Regions from separate parts of the Mus musculus genome. Here all the other regions are linked to region 2. The links are chromatin contacts, called in public HiChIP or PLAC-seq maps. All regions are on one chromosome and are shown on one strand. Each heading gives the region's core, a stretch centred on a gene start, on an enhancer-like site or on the middle of the called end of the contact. The rest is flanking DNA. Distances are from core to core; before and after follow the strand shown. Region 1 has its middle 6.6 kb from the start of Abcc2. Region 2 overlaps Chuk (conserved helix-loop-helix ubiquitous kinase). Region 3 has its middle 19 kb from the start of Scd1.

Region 1 (2,700 bases), core at 115-2,614, 310 kb after region 2:
ATTGCAAAGAACATGTTTAAATAATAAATTAACTTGTTAAATTATAAGTTAGACTTAAAAAAAAAGAAAGAAAGAAAGGAAAGGTGCTTACTGAAAGGAAGTTTATGTGGGTTTCTAAGTTCATACTTTCAAAAATAATAAAAGTTGGTCTAACAAGTGGGTAGAGGTGCTTGCCAAAGAGCTTGCCAGACTGGGTTTGTTCTCTGGAGCCCAGGTACCAGTGAAAGAAGAGTAGCCACTCCCCAGAGCTGTCCTCTCATGTTTATGCATGGCAAACATACGAAATGAAAATAATCGAAGTTATAAAAGCTACCAATGGCACTGAAGCATATTCCTGGCAGGCTCCTAGAAGACACTTTGTTTAGGGGTTGTGGGGCTTTTGTGGGAAGGACTGTGTTGTTTCTTACTGTGTAACCCAGGCTAGCTGGAACTTCCGATCGTCAAGCTTCAATCTCCTGTGAGTGTTGAAATTACAGCTTTTAACCTTTACAAACCAGACAGAATGGCATGTCTTCTATAAATTGTTCTCTGGATAGCAAGATAGCAACATAGAAAAAGCAATGATTTTTTTTTTTTTAGATCTTTACTTCATACCATCCCATAAAACATAATCTTGGCAAATCGTAACACAAGGGTAAACAGACTAGCATGAAGAACTGTGCAGTAGAAGGAAGATACTCCTCTGAGTTCTGAAAAAATAGGTGATATAGAAAACAAGAAAACACAATTTAGTCTTTTTTCAAAAGGGAATTTCTAAAACAAATACAGTTATGAAGTAGCCAGATAGAAAATTTATCTGACATAAATTACATATAGAGAGGTCACTTTGGGCTGTAATATCATGGAGAAACATTTAATTTTACTAGCACTAAGTACATTACTAGCAAAAATTGTATAATTTTTCTTGAGACAAGGTCTCACTGTATTGACTAGACTAGCCTCAAATTTCATGGTCAAGGCTTTTATGTTTTGCTAACAATTAGGTTTTCTATGAACCATAATCAAATATCCTACAATACCTTAAACTCTATAATTTCATTTTAAAATCTTTTACTACGGAGGTTGCATCTGAAGTGCCACGGGCAACCAAGGCAGGCATGCGAATTTGTGCTGAACGAGCGAATGCTGTTCTCCAAACCATGACTTTGACATGAGAGACAACTGCGTTGTGTCAGCATTACTTAAGAGACTCTCTGTGGCCTCTAGAGACAGGAAGGACTATCACCTCCTATCTTGTGATGCGACCCTTGAGAAATCGGTTACAAAAACGAGTAAACACGACGACCTACGGGGCAGTGTCCTATCCTCGCAGAAACAACAGGCTCTGAGAAATCTCAAGTATAAAGTGCCTTCCCCGAGAAGCAGACTCAGACTCAGTGCAGATTCAGCAAGTTCCAACAAACTTCGGAGGCCTTTGAACTCAGTCTAACCAGGAGACTTATCTTACTAGAAAGATTGCACTTCCAAAGATAGGTTATCTCTCGCAAATTGTTGGTACATTGTGTAGCTCTAACTTTCTTAACCCTTAGCAACTGCTAGTCTGGGAGCTGGTTCAATTTTGCATTTGTTTAGGACCCTTGCAAAGGTCCTTGGATGAAAATATTTGTTGGTTTATATAACTAACCCCCCCCCCCCAAAAAAAACCCTACAGTTCACACAATTCATTCCAGAGGCTCTATTCCATCACTCTCTGATTTTTGTTTTTTGACATGTTAGTTTAATTCTTAACTAGATGCAAGATTACCTTAATAGCTTCAGGCAGGACTCATCTCTAGATATAATATACATTCATCAAGAAAGGACTGTTTTCAGGAGGACTTCCAAAAGTAGAAGCAAACTTTCTGGCCTCTCAAATGATACAAGTTCCTCAGTCAAACCCTCACTGGGGAGTGAGGACGGAGGTCCTTAATGAGACCCATCCTTGAGCCTGTGCGGAGGACAGCCTGCTCTAAGTCACTGATACTTCGTGGAAAGGAGCAAGGGTTGTGTTCTAGTACAGACTCAGGATAATATGGGAACAAACTATTTTCATACCAGAAGAGGACTTAAAATGGTTTTTTGGTTTTTGGTCTTTTGGTTTTTGGTTTTTTGGGTGTTTTGTTTTGTTTTTCGAGACAGGGTTTCTCTGTATAGCCCTGGCTGTCCTGGAACTCACTCTGTAGACCAGGCTGGCCTCGAACTCAGAAATCCACCTGCCTCTGCCTCCCAAGTGCTGGGATTAAAGACGTACACCACCACGCCTGGCAAAATGTTTTTTTAAAAATACCTAAAATATAACAAAAATACAAATGGAAAAGATAGAAAAGATTCAACAGGAGACAAGCTAATTGTGCAAAACTCACTCTGCTTCCATCTACACAAATGCTGCACATTTGCCTCTGTTGTTCTCATCAGCCAATGAAAGGAGGGAAACTTAGTAACCTAATTAGTAAAGATAACCACAAACTTATGGTCTGGTGGTCAATAATCTTATGGGGCAAGGCACTGGGGAGGGAGGATCCTTTCTGATAGTTCCAGAAAAACATCTTTGGTAGGATTGTATCTGTGCTGTGCTCCTATCTCTGGGCCAATGAATAGAAACAAACAAATGAGGGATTCTGACTGTCTGGCTTGGGTCATGTGGGGTCTCCTATAGGCAAGGAAAATGAAGTTATATGGCTGACAATGTTACGGAGCAGGGGGGTGGGGGTGGGAAGTCGT
Region 2 (2,700 bases), core at 39-2,538:
GTTTGTTTTTTTTTTGTTTTTTCGAGACAGGGTTTTTCTGTGTATCCCTGGCTGTCCTGGAACTCACTCTGTAGACCAGGCTGGCCTCGAACTCAGAAATTTGCCTCCCTCTGCCTCCCAAGTGCTGGGATTAAAGGCGTGCACCACCATTCCCGGCCAGACTTAGATTTCGTATTAATAGTGTAAAATCACTCAGCTGTAATGACTTGGAAGTAGTAGTTGCTGAGTGATCTTAGTTAAAGAAGGTTGTTTAATCACAGACTCCACAGGCAGGAAATAGGCCAGCTAGTTCTCTGAATTGATAATAGAAATTTAGGTTCTGGAGTTTGGATACTGTGTGTTTGCAAATTGTTATTCAATGTTTCTGAATGTTGATAATTTTGTTTTGTTTTGCTATGGCTTAGGTTAAGTCTTCTTAGATATAATGCTAACTTGACAAAAATGAAGAATACTTTGATCTCAGCATCACAGCAACTCAAAGCTAAATTGGAGTTTTTTCGAAAAAGCATTCAGCTTGACTTGGAGAGATATAGTGAGCAGATGACTTATGGGATATGTAAGTGTCGGGCTGTAACGTATTTGTAAGGATGTCCAGTCTCTCAAAACCATCTGCTCTTTGTTGACACATAGCCAGTTATTTAACTTCACAACAGAACAACACACAGGATAACTTAAGTCATCAAACTGTTTTTGTTTTGAGGGTTAGCTCATTTCATTCCTTAATTGAGCAACTTATTTCATAATTGTAATAGAATGACTTAACTCTAGAGAAGATGAATAAGAGACTTAAGACTATGAAATTTAAGTCTTATTTTAGGAAGGCACACCGAGTCTGTACTGGGATGACTTCTTAGCAGACACTGTACTGCAATGTGTGCTTCCCCCAATCGGGTACTGAAACCAAGAGCCTTGAGATAATGGTAGGAACTCTGGGAAATGATTAAGTCACAAAGGGACCTTCATGGATGAATTGTTTCCTTTAACAAAAGACTGAGATTCCTGCGCCCTTCCTGCCAGGAGAGGACACAAAAGGCAGCCATCTAGGAGCCAAATCTTCTTACTTTCCAACACTCAGAAATGAATTTCCATGGATATTTGCCACCTAGAGTACATTTGCCTTTGTTTTCTAGTTTTGTTCTAGCAGTGTAGCAGCCCAAATGGACTAACACAGCCAGGGGAATCTTAAATTAATCTGGTTTTCTGTTTAAAATATACATACATACATACATACATACATACATACATACATACATACATACGATTTCCAAGGTCCTGGTTTTTTCTGACCATCTGCTGTGGGGTTCAGGCTGCTGTTTCCTCCACACAGTACAACCTTAGCTTCCCTCAGATGTGTTACGGATTTATAAAGAGTTAAAATTCAAATAAACTGAGTTTTCTGATTTCATGAAACATCTCTTTTTTAAGGAAGTAGGTTCTGTTTATATTTGTATTTGACAAAGTTATGGATATCTCAGAATGTCCAGTTAGTGTCCAGTTAGTGATCAGAAGTGTCTAGTTAGTGAATATGTTTATCTTCCAGTGCTATTTCTTTGTTTGCATATTATAGGCATTCTTGTGAATGACAAAACATAATTATTTCATTAAGCATCTTTGACTTGTCATAGGCATACTGTACGACTAGTGAAGTACTAGTTAACATAGTGAAATAGATCTAGTTGTGCTGACACTAACATATCAGTAGAATATTTGACAGTGACTCTCTTGTTACTTTTCTCTTGTAGTGAACAAGGAACTTATAAAAGAAAGCATTTAGTCGGGGGTTGTTTACACAGGGTGAGCCCTTGACCAGCATGGTGACTGGCAGGCAGGCAGGCATGGCTCCAGCTGTAAGCTGAGTGCTTACATCTGATCCACAGGCAGGAGGCAGAGAGAGCAGACTGGGCCTAGCATGGGTTTCTGAAACTCAAAGCCCACTTCCACTGACAAATTTTCCAACAAGGCCGAACCTCCTAATTATTTCTAAACAGTTTACCACCCGGGAACCAAATATTCAAGTATATGAGCCTGTGGGGGCCATTCTCAGGAAACCACCACAGTGATAATTCAATTGTGAGGAAAGCATGCATAGATTAGGTTGTCTTGTGAGAGAATAGAGACTGTATCTTGTAACAGTCACTTTAGTGAGAACACTTGAGTAAAGGGACAGGCCTTTCTTTTTATACTTTTTATGTATTTTACAGTACTGGGAATTGAACCTAGTCCCTTGTGTTGTTTTTGATACAAGATCTTTATTTATGTTGTTTTGGGTGGCCTGGAATTGACTACATAGACCAGGCTGGCCTTGATCTCCCAGAGACCTGTCTGCTTCTGCATCCCAATCTGGCATGAAAACACGTGCAGCCAAACTCAAAGCCTTGTGTACACTAGGCAACTCCTCTACTACCAAGCAACATTCCTAGCCAACAATTAGCTTTCTGAAACCTGTTTATGTATTACTTTAAGATAAGTTTTTTGGAGGGGAAAAATATATATTATTCTCCTGTAACTTCCATAACAGCTCTGTGGCTTAAAACAGTATAGATGTAAAAGCTCAGAATTTCATGGCTAAAATCTAAAAATCAAGGTGCTAGCTATGCCTTGATTCTGGAAATTTGCAAAAACAGATGATTTGCTAGCTCTCCGGACGACCAGCCATGCTGACTGTCCTTCCTTCGGCTTCCCGCTTGACTTGTCATCACC
Region 3 (2,700 bases), core at 185-2,684, 300 kb before region 2:
TCAGGAATAGATGCCATTCACCCTCCCTTAACATCCAACCACATGCTGCTTTAATCCCCTTTCTCTACCACGGCAGCTTGCCTAACTGTGCTCTCCTCCCCAAGCAAGCTCTGAGACCCTCAAGGCTACCTTCCTCTATTAGAACTGTCTCCCTGCTCCTAAAACAGATAGCACTGGATAGAATCAGGGAACAATCTCCTGTCTTCTTTTAGATTCTAACTCTGCTACCAACTGTGGGAAATGTCACAGGGAGAGTTCTCTTCTGTGACCCAGAGTTAACTACGTTGATTCTTGAATGTTGACCTTAGGGCAAGTGCCACAATCCCTAATTACAGGCAGCAAGGACTCTATTCTGAGGTTGCCAGAGGCAGAACACTCCCCCTTTGATGACCCAACTCTGCCTTTCCCCACAGTGCAGCTAAGCCTGCCACACCCAAGCCACAGAGGTACAGTGGTTCAGTGATTTGTCCAATGGTCTCAGAGAGACCCTTTGTCTTGACTATGCCCCACCCAGGCTTTAGTGGAAAGGCCAGAGATGGCTCAAGCTTGCTTGTGGCTCTAGTCTTATTCCTTTATAAAGATTCCAGACCAATAGAAGGATTCTCTTTAATTCACATACATGTATACTTAAAAATAAACACACAGGCACACACACACACAATTTGAAGAGGAATCAACTTTAACACACACACACAGGCACACACACATACAATTTGAAGAGGAATCAACTTAAACACACACACACACACACACACACACACACAGAGTCACCATTCAGTTATAATGGGCTTTCTATGTCTAGCTCCAGAGCATTAGGCTGCTCCACAGATAACATCTGCTAACTGTTCAGTTGTTTCTGTGGATGGTCCTGTTGTAGACATTTGTGTAAAAATTCTTAAGAACATTGTGGATGTCTGCAGCTGATTTGGGCACACGAGTAGGAGTGGAGTGACTCACTCACTGACCTTTTCCACGGTGGAGCAACCTTTTTAAACTTTCACTACCAATGTTCGCGTGATAACCTTCATTCTTCACGCGAACTCACTGTCCCCCGTTCCTCCAGTCTTTCACAAAAGCCTGTTCCCATCAACCCAGCCCTTTGTCCCTAAAGTACGACGTGGCAAGAGAAGCTGCACCTTGAGTAACTTCAGTTTCTGCCAACTAAAGCTTCCTGCCATGTTTTTTTCCTGGATCAAGGACAGTGTGAGGAGGAGCCATTTCACTGGGGTCACTAGGGCATTTCTCAGTGACCCGCGACACCTCCGAAAGCACTGTGAGCCTCCACAAACTGAGCTGGGGGTGGAGAGGCCGTGCAGAAGCTCCGCCTGCTCTTCTGGGGTGGGCGTTGAACCCTCAGCCCCACACCTTGGCCCCTCGCGCTCGCCCGAGGCTGGTCCTGGGTGCGGACACCCAGAGAGGCACGCCCTCCCGGGGTTATTCTCGGTCAGCACCCGCCCTCGGGGTCACTCGCGTTCACTCGGCCCACAGCGCCTGACCCCGCGCAGCCAATCAGCAGCCGCGCTGCGGCTCTGCCGGTCTGGAGGTGCGTGCGCACTTTGCGGTCTGGAGCCGGAGGAGAGCTAACTTGTTAAGTCCTATGTAGACACTGGCATCCCTCCTGCAGGGGAGAAAGGCAGGGAACTCGCGTGTGGCCTCTGGTCCAGGGCTGCCTTTTAGGTAGCGATTCCTACACTGAACAGACAGTAGACAGGGTGCGTTGTACTTAATCTGCACAGCGCGGGACCAGAGCTCCACTAACTCAGAACAGATTAAAGACCGGGCGGTCAAGGAGAGACCGGACAGGAAAGCAGTCTTCAGGAACCTTCCAGGTTGATGTCTCCAGGGATGAAGGAGTAGGAAGAGGGTAGGAAGGGGAAAGTACAGAAAAAGGCTGTGAATACCCGCCTGAAGAACCCAGAGTTTCGCTGTTTCTTAGAAAAACAAAACCTTTTGAGACAAGGTCTCACTGTGTAATCCTGGCTGGCCTGGAACCCGCTATGTGTAGAAATTCGTAGAAATCCGTCTGACTCCTGAGTGCTGACATTAAAGGCGAATGGCCTGATTGTTTCTCGTGAAGAGTCTTGTGCATGTAGGACAGAAAACTATGTTTCAGAAAGTTACTGTGTTGGCCGCAGTAGAGCAGAGGGCAGCCGCCTAGGGCTGGAAGGTCAGATCCTAGTTTTGATACAACTCCTGGGACTGGCAGGGACCTATCTGACTGCACGTGAGAAGAGCAGCATGGACTTGGGAAAGGGGACCTCTGAGAGGTGTTTGGAGCAGAGCACTCTGGGAAGTAGAACACGATGGAATTTTATCTTTAGTGGCAGCAAAGCCAGTGTTCACCCCTGCCAGCGTCAGAAAAAAAAAGCACCTTTGGGAAGAGAAGAGAGTAGGAATTTAGTTTCTGACATGAGAGTTGGGGTTGTAAGAAACCTTACATGCTTGTGGAAATATTACCCTGGGAATCTAAAGGTTATCGAGAGAAACAGAATAAGACTTCTCAATGACAGTGCAGCATGGTAACAAAACAATGTACAGAGCAAAGAGGCAGAAAAACACCAAACTCCCCCAATCAAAACCAAGCAAGCAACTAGACAGTGGCCTAACCACACACACAAAACTACAGTGGTGTTGTGTAACTGAAAATTAATTCCAAGTGCCAGCAAGAAGAGCTCTGGTGAAATACCTTTGGATTTCTGC

The links. HiChIP or PLAC-seq counts read pairs in DNA pulled down with a chosen protein or histone mark.
Region 1: a contact with region 2 is called in an H3K27ac HiChIP or PLAC-seq map of extraembryonic endoderm stem cells. The contact joins two enhancer-like sites. A contact is called at or near these places in 1 of 39 promoter capture datasets (neural stem cells), 2 of 115 datasets of contacts at active chromatin or transcription factors (embryonic stem cells and extraembryonic endoderm stem cells) and 2 of 9 other capture datasets (adipose tissue and pancreatic islet).
Region 3: an H3K27ac HiChIP or PLAC-seq map of extraembryonic endoderm stem cells shows a contact between it and region 2. The contact joins two enhancer-like sites. A contact is called at or near these places in 1 of 115 datasets of contacts at active chromatin or transcription factors (extraembryonic endoderm stem cells) and 1 of 9 other capture datasets (adipose tissue).

The regions. Positions count from the first base shown.
Region 1 is chr19:43,774,310-43,777,009 of GRCm38.p6, reverse strand. No RefSeq gene overlaps it. Among named protein-coding and RNA genes, the nearest start is that of Abcc2, 6.6 kb to the left of the region's middle. Within about 2 kb of position 1,364, at least 15 of the 459 cell types and tissues checked have an H3K27ac peak or open chromatin away from gene starts, as enhancers often do. A contact at or near this core is called in extraembryonic endoderm stem cells, where this site is marked.
Region 2 is chr19:44,084,764-44,087,463 of GRCm38.p6, reverse strand. It overlaps Chuk (conserved helix-loop-helix ubiquitous kinase), which reads left to right. Exons shown (of 21, transcript NM_007700.2): 13 at 405-556. Among named protein-coding and RNA genes, the nearest start is that of Erlin1, 16 kb to the right of the region's middle. Within about 2 kb of position 1,288, at least 12 of the 459 cell types and tissues checked have an H3K27ac peak or open chromatin away from gene starts, as enhancers often do. A contact at or near this core is called in extraembryonic endoderm stem cells, where this site is marked.
Region 3 is chr19:44,387,430-44,390,129 of GRCm38.p6, reverse strand. No RefSeq gene overlaps it. Among named protein-coding and RNA genes, the nearest start is that of Scd1, 19 kb to the left of the region's middle. Within about 2 kb of position 1,434, at least 425 of the 459 cell types and tissues checked have an H3K27ac peak or open chromatin away from gene starts, as enhancers often do. A contact at or near this core is called in extraembryonic endoderm stem cells, where this site is marked.